2 separate regions of the Mus musculus genome follow, and region 2 is linked to region 1. Evidence: chromatin contacts called from public Hi-C data. All regions are on one chromosome and are shown on one strand. The core of a region is the stretch at or near the end of the contact, and the rest is flanking DNA. Distances in the headings are between cores, read along the strand shown. Region 1 has its middle 47 kb from the start of Gm39448. Region 2 has its middle 8.3 kb from the start of Gm31559.

The links. Hi-C and Micro-C count contacts between places; a contact is called where the count stands out from the background.
Region 2: a Hi-C map of CD8 T cells shows a contact between it and region 1, with 2.3 times the contacts expected there. The contact joins two enhancer-like sites. A contact is called at or near these places in 3 of 484 Hi-C or Micro-C datasets (CD8 T cells, Th1 cells and regulatory T cells) and 3 of 115 datasets of contacts at active chromatin or transcription factors (astrocytes, regulatory T cell precursor and thymic regulatory T cells).

The regions. Positions count from the first base shown.
Region 1 is chr9:115,610,263-115,613,978 of GRCm38.p6, forward strand. No RefSeq gene overlaps it. Among named protein-coding and RNA genes, the nearest start is that of Gm39448, 47 kb to the right of the region's middle. Within about 2 kb of position 2,154, at least 69 of the 459 cell types and tissues checked have an H3K27ac peak or open chromatin away from gene starts, as enhancers often do. A contact at or near this core is called in CD8 T cells, Th1 cells and regulatory T cells, where this site is marked.
Region 2 is chr9:116,382,732-116,386,447 of GRCm38.p6, forward strand. No RefSeq gene overlaps it. Among named protein-coding and RNA genes, the nearest start is that of Gm31559, 8.3 kb to the right of the region's middle. Within about 2 kb of position 1,685, at least 220 of the 459 cell types and tissues checked have an H3K27ac peak or open chromatin away from gene starts, as enhancers often do. A contact at or near this core is called in CD8 T cells, Th1 cells and regulatory T cells, where this site is marked.

The sequences.
Region 1 (3,716 bases), core at 904-3,403:
CAGGACACAGACTCTACCAGCCGCTCCCCAGTCTGGTCCTTCAATCCTTCCAGGTGTTTACGAGAAACCATTTTATTTTCGTACCAGCATTTCCTTTCTATTACATGTCTTCAGTTGTAAGTGTGCACACATGTGAGCACATGCATGTGGGTGCCTATCATGGTGAGCATATGGAGGTCAGAGGATAGGTTGCGGGGCTTATGTCTTCCCCTTCTGCCATGTGGGTGCTGGGGATGGAACAAAGGTTGTAGGTTGATGTTGGGATGCTTTGACTTAATCGGGGATCTGTGTGCCTATACACTAAAGGTCCTTGTCCCCAATTGGTTTTTGATCAGTCAATAAAGAGTCAGTAGCCAATGGCTGGGCAGAAAGGCTAGGAGAGAGGAGGGAGCAGAGGGAGATTTTCCATGTTCAAGAGGGAGACAGAAGGGATGTTGGAGCTTCAGGAGAGAAAGCCAACCAACCGTGTCATATCTCAGATAAGTGGCCACTGGCCGCTTCCTTGATTAGGCCTGAGGTACAAGGCAAGAGGCTAACAAGTGTCCAACCATTGAGCTAGCAAGGCACATTAAAAATAAGCTAATATGTGTTGTCTTTTATCCGAGTATCCAAAGTTTCCCTGGGTGGGTGGCTGGAAGTGCAGCCTGCCCAGGAGCATAAAGCGGGGTAGATAAGACCACAAGCTACAAAAAAAAAAAAAAAAAAGACCACAAGCTACAATAGGTCGTCAGACTTGGAGGCAAGCACTTTTACCTGTTGAGCAATATCATCACCCAGGCAACAGTAAATCTTTACCAGCCCTCTCCCTATTTGCAACCAACCCCCACCCCCTGATTCTCGGCTTTCTGAGGCTCAGGATAACCTTATTTTGTTTTCCTGGTTACCTTCTAGTTCTAGAACATTATATTAATTTTGCATTTGTTATATATATATAAGATTTCTCTTAAATGGATTTAAATAAAAATGCAAGTCAATTAAAAGCAAAATGTTAAGTACATTCAAAGGTGATACTTTTTTTAAAACTGTGTCAATCATTGGAGTTATTCTAGGTTAGTATCAACCATTCTGCTTAGAAGCTAACCTCTAGCCCAACATTCCCTTAGGGACTCTGTGACAGACTGTCCTGGGAAGGAAGACATCATCTTGGTAGGAAGAGCCTCTTCCTCTTGTTCTCGCTCTCTCTGAACTGACAACTTTCATACAGAAACAAGACTGTGAGGAGCAGAATATGAGGGAGGCTGGGCTGTGAGACCAAATCCCACATTTACTGCCTTATTCATCCATGTCACGGCCAAACCCTGGCAAGTTACAAGAAGAGGAGAGGCAGAGGCACACCTATTCAGGAGGTGGTTGAAGGCAGAAGGTACACTGGCCCCTAGAAAGCTTCAAAGAGGCTCCGAGAGCCTTTTATGCTTGGGAGTCAGTGTTTACCTGGGCAGAATCTGGATGTGGTCAATCTCTAAGCAGCCAGTCCTTGAGGCTGTGTTTGGATGCTGTCTTGAGGGAGTAGCCCGTGTCAGTCTCTGCACCTTTTTATGCCAGCATGTGACATTCAAGGGGACAAAAAGTTTTCCATAGTGGCTTTGTTCTTTATGTTATTACATCCGCCATTGACTTCATTGGCTGGCATTTAAAAGAGGAAGCTCTTTAAACTAAGCTGTCACGCTTGTGGTTTTAGAGGTTGGCACAGCAGACAGGTGTGGAAGAAAACTCTGTATGAAGCAGGCAGATGCAATTCTTCTAACAATTTACCCACCTCTAGGAAAAATGTCCTCGTGGACCCAAAGCATCATGGGAGTTTGCCCAGCAAACTCATAGTCTCGCCATGTTTCTGGCCTGTGTGGTAAGCAGCATGGGGGATGTCATTGGAGAGAAGGAGCTTGTAGAACTTTCTGGGTCTACCTCATGTGTTCGCCTTTCTTAATTAGTCACAAGTGTCATCTCATTTCAGTCCTTACTCAAAACTTCTGGTCTAAGCCAGTTTAATGCAGCGCTGTTCTTAATCCTCATTGCCAACAGGGTGGGAGTTAGGATCACCATGGGACATCCTCCATCTTATCTATGAGGGGGTTTCTGGATTGGATTAGTTGAGGCATAAATGCCTACTCTTAACTGTGGGTGGCACTATGTCATACAGTGGCACCCTGAACTGAATTAAAAGGAAAAACTGAGCTGAGCACTGGTGTCCCCATCTCTGTGCTTCCGATTCAATACAATATGACACACTGCCTCACACTCCTGGCTCTATAGCTCACTCACCTCAGACCAGGGGCAGAATAAACCCTTCATTTCTTTAGTTGCCTTTGTCACGGCATCAAGGAAATCCATCTGACTGTTTCCTTACACATGTTTAGCCTAGACAATCCAAAATGGACCCAAGGGCAGGGCAGAAGCTCACAGTAGCACACATATGGGTAATAGTACTGATTCTCACAGTGGACACTTTCCTCAAACTGAAAGGCAGGCTTTGGTGATCTCCATATCTGCCCATCTGCATCTGCTCTAAACACAGATAGGCCACGCCCTTTTCTTTGTTTCTCTGTGTTGCAGGAAGCTGCATTCTCTAGCATCCCTGGTCAACAGCTTTCTGGTTGACTTCAGCCAGAAGTACCAGTGTGAAATTATGGTCAAGAGAGTAAGAACCTTCACTCCCCTTTCTTAATTAGCCAGTTACACCATATTCCCTCTCCCTCCAGGGCAGGTAGTGGCCACGTCCTGCCTCCTGCTTCTTCTCTATGTTCTTTGCTGTGTTCTGTTAACCTCCTATACTCTAACGACTCTGAGGTAACCAATCTTGATAACGAGCTCCCCACCCCCACGCCCTTACAGTGGCCTAGATAGCTGCAGGTTTCCTGGTCAGGCCTGTCTGATATGCCGTGACAGAGGTTAGTAGGTCTCCCCTATAAAAGGGCCATAGGAAAAGTGTTTATATCTAAACACTTAGGCTTCCTTGGCCAGCGGCCAAAATAGAAGAATTTATTGGATGGTATTTAATGAACAAAGACAAAAAGAAATAAATGTCCACAAGTTATTTTAGCCCATGGGCCCTACTAAGATAGGTGTGAATCAGATTTAGTCGGCCAGGAAGACTATAGGACAGCACCGTCTGAGAGACCAGCATCCAAGCGGGAGTGGGTGGTGACTTGAAGGTGCAATACTACAAGACAAGATAGAGTGCTCGTCACTCTCCAGAAATATCAGCCTGGTCATGTGACCATCCTGACTGGAGTGGAGATAGCCTAAGGAGATACTTGTGCCCCTAGTTTTTGTTATCAGGCTGTCGAGGCAATGGACCTAAGGATTCAAGATTTCTGCAGAAGTCTCATATCAGAAGGAAATGTCCAAGATCTGGCGCCAGTTGGAGGACAACTTGTCTCCTAGTATGAGACTGCAAGCAGCTCTGATTTGTTAGAATACCTTGTGGGATAGACTGGGTATGGTGGGCAGGACCAGATCCGGACCAGGTCTGCTTTCTTGCCCTGTATTTAAACATAAATCTCATGTTAGGACCCCACCACCATCAAAGATGGATTCTGGGGTCACTGGACCTCTTTTGTTTCTCTTCTCACTGTGGTCACATCAAGTAGATCCACTTCCTCTGTTTCTTGTCTTCCATTGGTGTCTTGAGGGTGGGTGGCCAAGCCTAGCTCATTAGGGCTTCCAGGGTCCAGCCTCTGACCTGAGTCATTTTAGGAACAACTGTGGTGACACTGAAG
Region 2 (3,716 bases), core at 435-2,934, 770 kb after region 1:
GTGTGGGATCTTTAAAGAGGAGGCCAGAGAAGCTCTGCTATTCTGTGAACAACTATAAGGAGAGAAAACTGTAAGGAAAGAAGGGCTGCAAGACCAGCACTTGGATCTGGCAGGGACAGAGCAGTGATGTCTGGTATGATTGTTAGAGCATTCACAGGGCAGGGCTCAAGCAAGGACAATGGAAGGAACCACAGCAGGAGGAGAGCCACCACACTGATAAGGCACAAAATCACAAGGGATGCAGAGCAGCCTTGTGAGTCTCAGTAGCTCTTGGGTGGGACATGTGGCATATCTGTTGGATCTTAAAAATGGTTTTAAATGTTGGGCTAATATTGTGAACCTTAACAGGTAGGATCCCTGGTATGTCCCCGAGAAGAGAATTGTGTGAGTAATCTTGGGTTTAAGAGAGCCTTTTTTGGGGGGTAGTGAATTTGTTTGTTTATTATTGAGGCTGTCCAAGGGGGGCCTTGATCTTGATATGTATTAGATTATTCCTTATGATCTTCAGGCTGCCACCTCCTCCACCCCTTCTGGCTTCTCCATCTTCCGAGCTCTGGGATCATAGACACATGTGTCAGTGTGTCAGGTTTTTGTGGTGTCTCCATTGCTCTGCAACTTAGCCCCTTACTTAAGACAAGGATTCTTAGGGGGTGACCCCAGAGCTGCAATGTCAGCATCATCTTGGGAGTTCCTTTGCTATGCAAATTCCTGGGCCACGTTCCAGCCCAGAAATACACTCAATCAGAAACACAGCGGACCGTTTTCAATGAGCCTCCAGGTGATGGTGGTTGGCATGCACACTCACGGACTGTGGACTGGAAGAGGAGAGCGGCATGCCTTTCCCATGAGTCACCTGATAGGACTTGGATTTATTGCTTTCAGGTGTTTTAAGTCGAGGGTAATTCAGCCAGCGGCATGTTAACACATTGCCCACAGCATAAAGAGAGAGTAAAATTTATCCCTCCACCCGAAGCTCATACTAAAGTGGTCTCCTCCTTCTTTGTTGCATTCCATGCAAGTGATACAAAACACACGCTGACCTCAACTATTTTCTAAGAAATTTGATAGGGGAAAACAACAAACCCGGGGACTCCACCTCTCCCTAGACGCTGCCGCTGTTTCTAACTGGCTTGAGCACTTGTGCCTGGCTGCTTGTGCTCTGGAGGTATCTGATGTCTCCGTGCCAGTGTAGCCCCCAGAAACACCAGCTCGGCTTCGGCTTTCCGCAGGGCTGTCTCGCAGAGAGTTCTTGATGGGGTATGCCTGAGATGCTGGCGAGAGTCTAACACAGGAATGCTGGCTCTGCTGGCTCTGCTGGCTCTGTTGTTCACACTGGCCAGGCTTGGCAGGACACCTTTCTTTAGGTTCTGCTGAATTACTTTTCTCACTCTGGTCGAAAAGCAGCTTAAAGGAGAACCAGTTTATTTTGCTTCATGGCTTAAGGGGTGGGGATGGGGGTGGGGGTAGGGGTACGGCTGGGAGTGGGGAACAGTCCTTCCAGATGGCGAATACAAGAAGGCAGGATCTTGAGGGAGCTGGTTCTTAGGAATGGTCCCTTCTCTGTTAGGGAGCAGAGAATGAAGTGAGACCGGAAATGCTTTCATAAAACCTCAAGGCCAGCCTACAGTAACCCACTTCCTCCAGTGAGGCTTCACCACCTACAAGGTTCCACAACCCTCCCTAACAGCGCCACCAGCTGGGGCCGTGTTCAAACACAGGAGCCTAAGAGATGTGTCTCATTCAAATCATCACAAGCTCTAAATTGTGCTCACAGTGCGCCAGCCGGGGCTCTACGGCCTGGTGCCTCAGAGTCTTGATATAGAAGGCACGCTATTGTAGCATTGCCAGGGCTAAGCCAGTGCCTCTACTCCCCGGAGGGGTCATTCGACACTCTAGTCTCGGGAAAATCACTATCCCCGTGAGTGAGCTCTGCTTTTCCAACACATTATTTTGTTTCATAGACGACTTATGAATACAATCAAACACCCCTAGTACCTGAAAGAACGCATAAGTCATAAATAACTTCCTTTGTGTTCTTTGCCGAGAAATACCACCTAGCTTCCTCAATCCCACAGAGGTGGGCCACGCATTCCTTACTGGCCATCTGGAACAGTGGAAACCTTCAGACTGTGGAGAAGTCAGCCACACCCACATTTCCAAACACGTCGTTAGACCCCAAAGCAGAAGGCTCGTGATTACACCCCACAATCAGCTCTGAGGCTCTGAACAGACCACCCATCTCTCGCTACACATGGTGGTAACTGCTGTGGGTGTTACTTAGCTCTTCCAACATGGAAGTATATTATATATACTAGATAATACAGTATAATATAGAAAATATTCCATGTAGAGCTATTGTGGGTTTGTAAAATGAGTTACATTATAGATCAAGGATTGTGAACTCCAGTATTAAGTTGGTTTTCTATTTCTATTAAAAAAAAAAAAGGAAGGAAGGAAGGAAGAAAGAAAGAAAGAAAGAAAGAAAGAAAGTCTAAGTAAAAGACCAGTAAGATTGCCCAATGAACAAAAGTGCTTGCTGCCAAGACTGATGGCCTAAGTTTGGTCTCCCAACTCTCAAAGTTGCCTTCTGACCTCCACTCATAGTCTGTGGACACACACACACACACACACACACACACACACACACACTTCACTTCCTTCTTGTTAGGAGCTCACAAGGCATCTATCTGATATGTACCCCAAAATCGTGGCAACCATCATTCTAGAGCTCCAGGTCCCGTATGAGATCTCTGCCACACAGAGAGACAGATCTTTGGGGACAGGAAGCCAAGATTAAACCTCTGTCCTCTGTAAGAACCAAAGAGCCTTGATTAGCTTGCAGGTGGAGAGCTGGAAGACTGCTGGAGTTTACATTAGGCGAAAACTCACAGTGCATAAAAGAGCAGTGACAATTTCTCTACTCCTCAAGGACCAGGGTCTGTTACTATATAATTTTTCTTTTATCAGAAAAGCTCCTGGCTGCAGGCTACGCACCCTGATACTCCATGATAGCCCCGAGATTACTCCATGGCTCCCTGGGAGTGCTTCAGCCACTTCTGGGCGTTCAGTGGCACATATCTCATTTGGGGGCTGTGCTAGACTGTTGTTTCTGAGGTTTCTGAGGTACTGTCTTGCTCAGGAAAAGAAGAAACAGTTACCTTAAGTACAAGGAAGGGCCCTGAGGATTTATTCACAAAGAGGTGCAGGGGTCAAGGCACAGCTTGGTGTGTGTGTGGGGGGGGGGGTGTCATTTTTTCCTTTCAAACTTTCTATTGCCAGTGACTTTTAAAATGCCAGTTCTGTGCTGAACTATGGACAGGCTATATCAAGATGAGCCAATCTAAAGTTGCTGGCAGGAGAATGCAGAATGGAAGCAATTAAAATGACTTATCTGGTCTCATCTAACTGGTTATCAACAAAGCAATTGGACAATTGGACACAGCATTGATTTCCAATAGATCATTTTTCTTAGGAATAGTGAACACCATCCATTGTTACGCAGCACAGGGCATGATGGGAGAGCCTTAATTTCACAAGCATCTACTTGACATTGAACATTCAATTTAAATGTTTATATCAACAGAGAAGTTCTAATGAAATCCTTCAAGCAGTAGGTTGCTTGCCCACCCCACTTACTGTCACCCTGGTGCAAAGGGACATTAACACGCCCTCCCTCTTTCCTGATGGGGTACACATGCAATTGTAAAAAAGCTGGG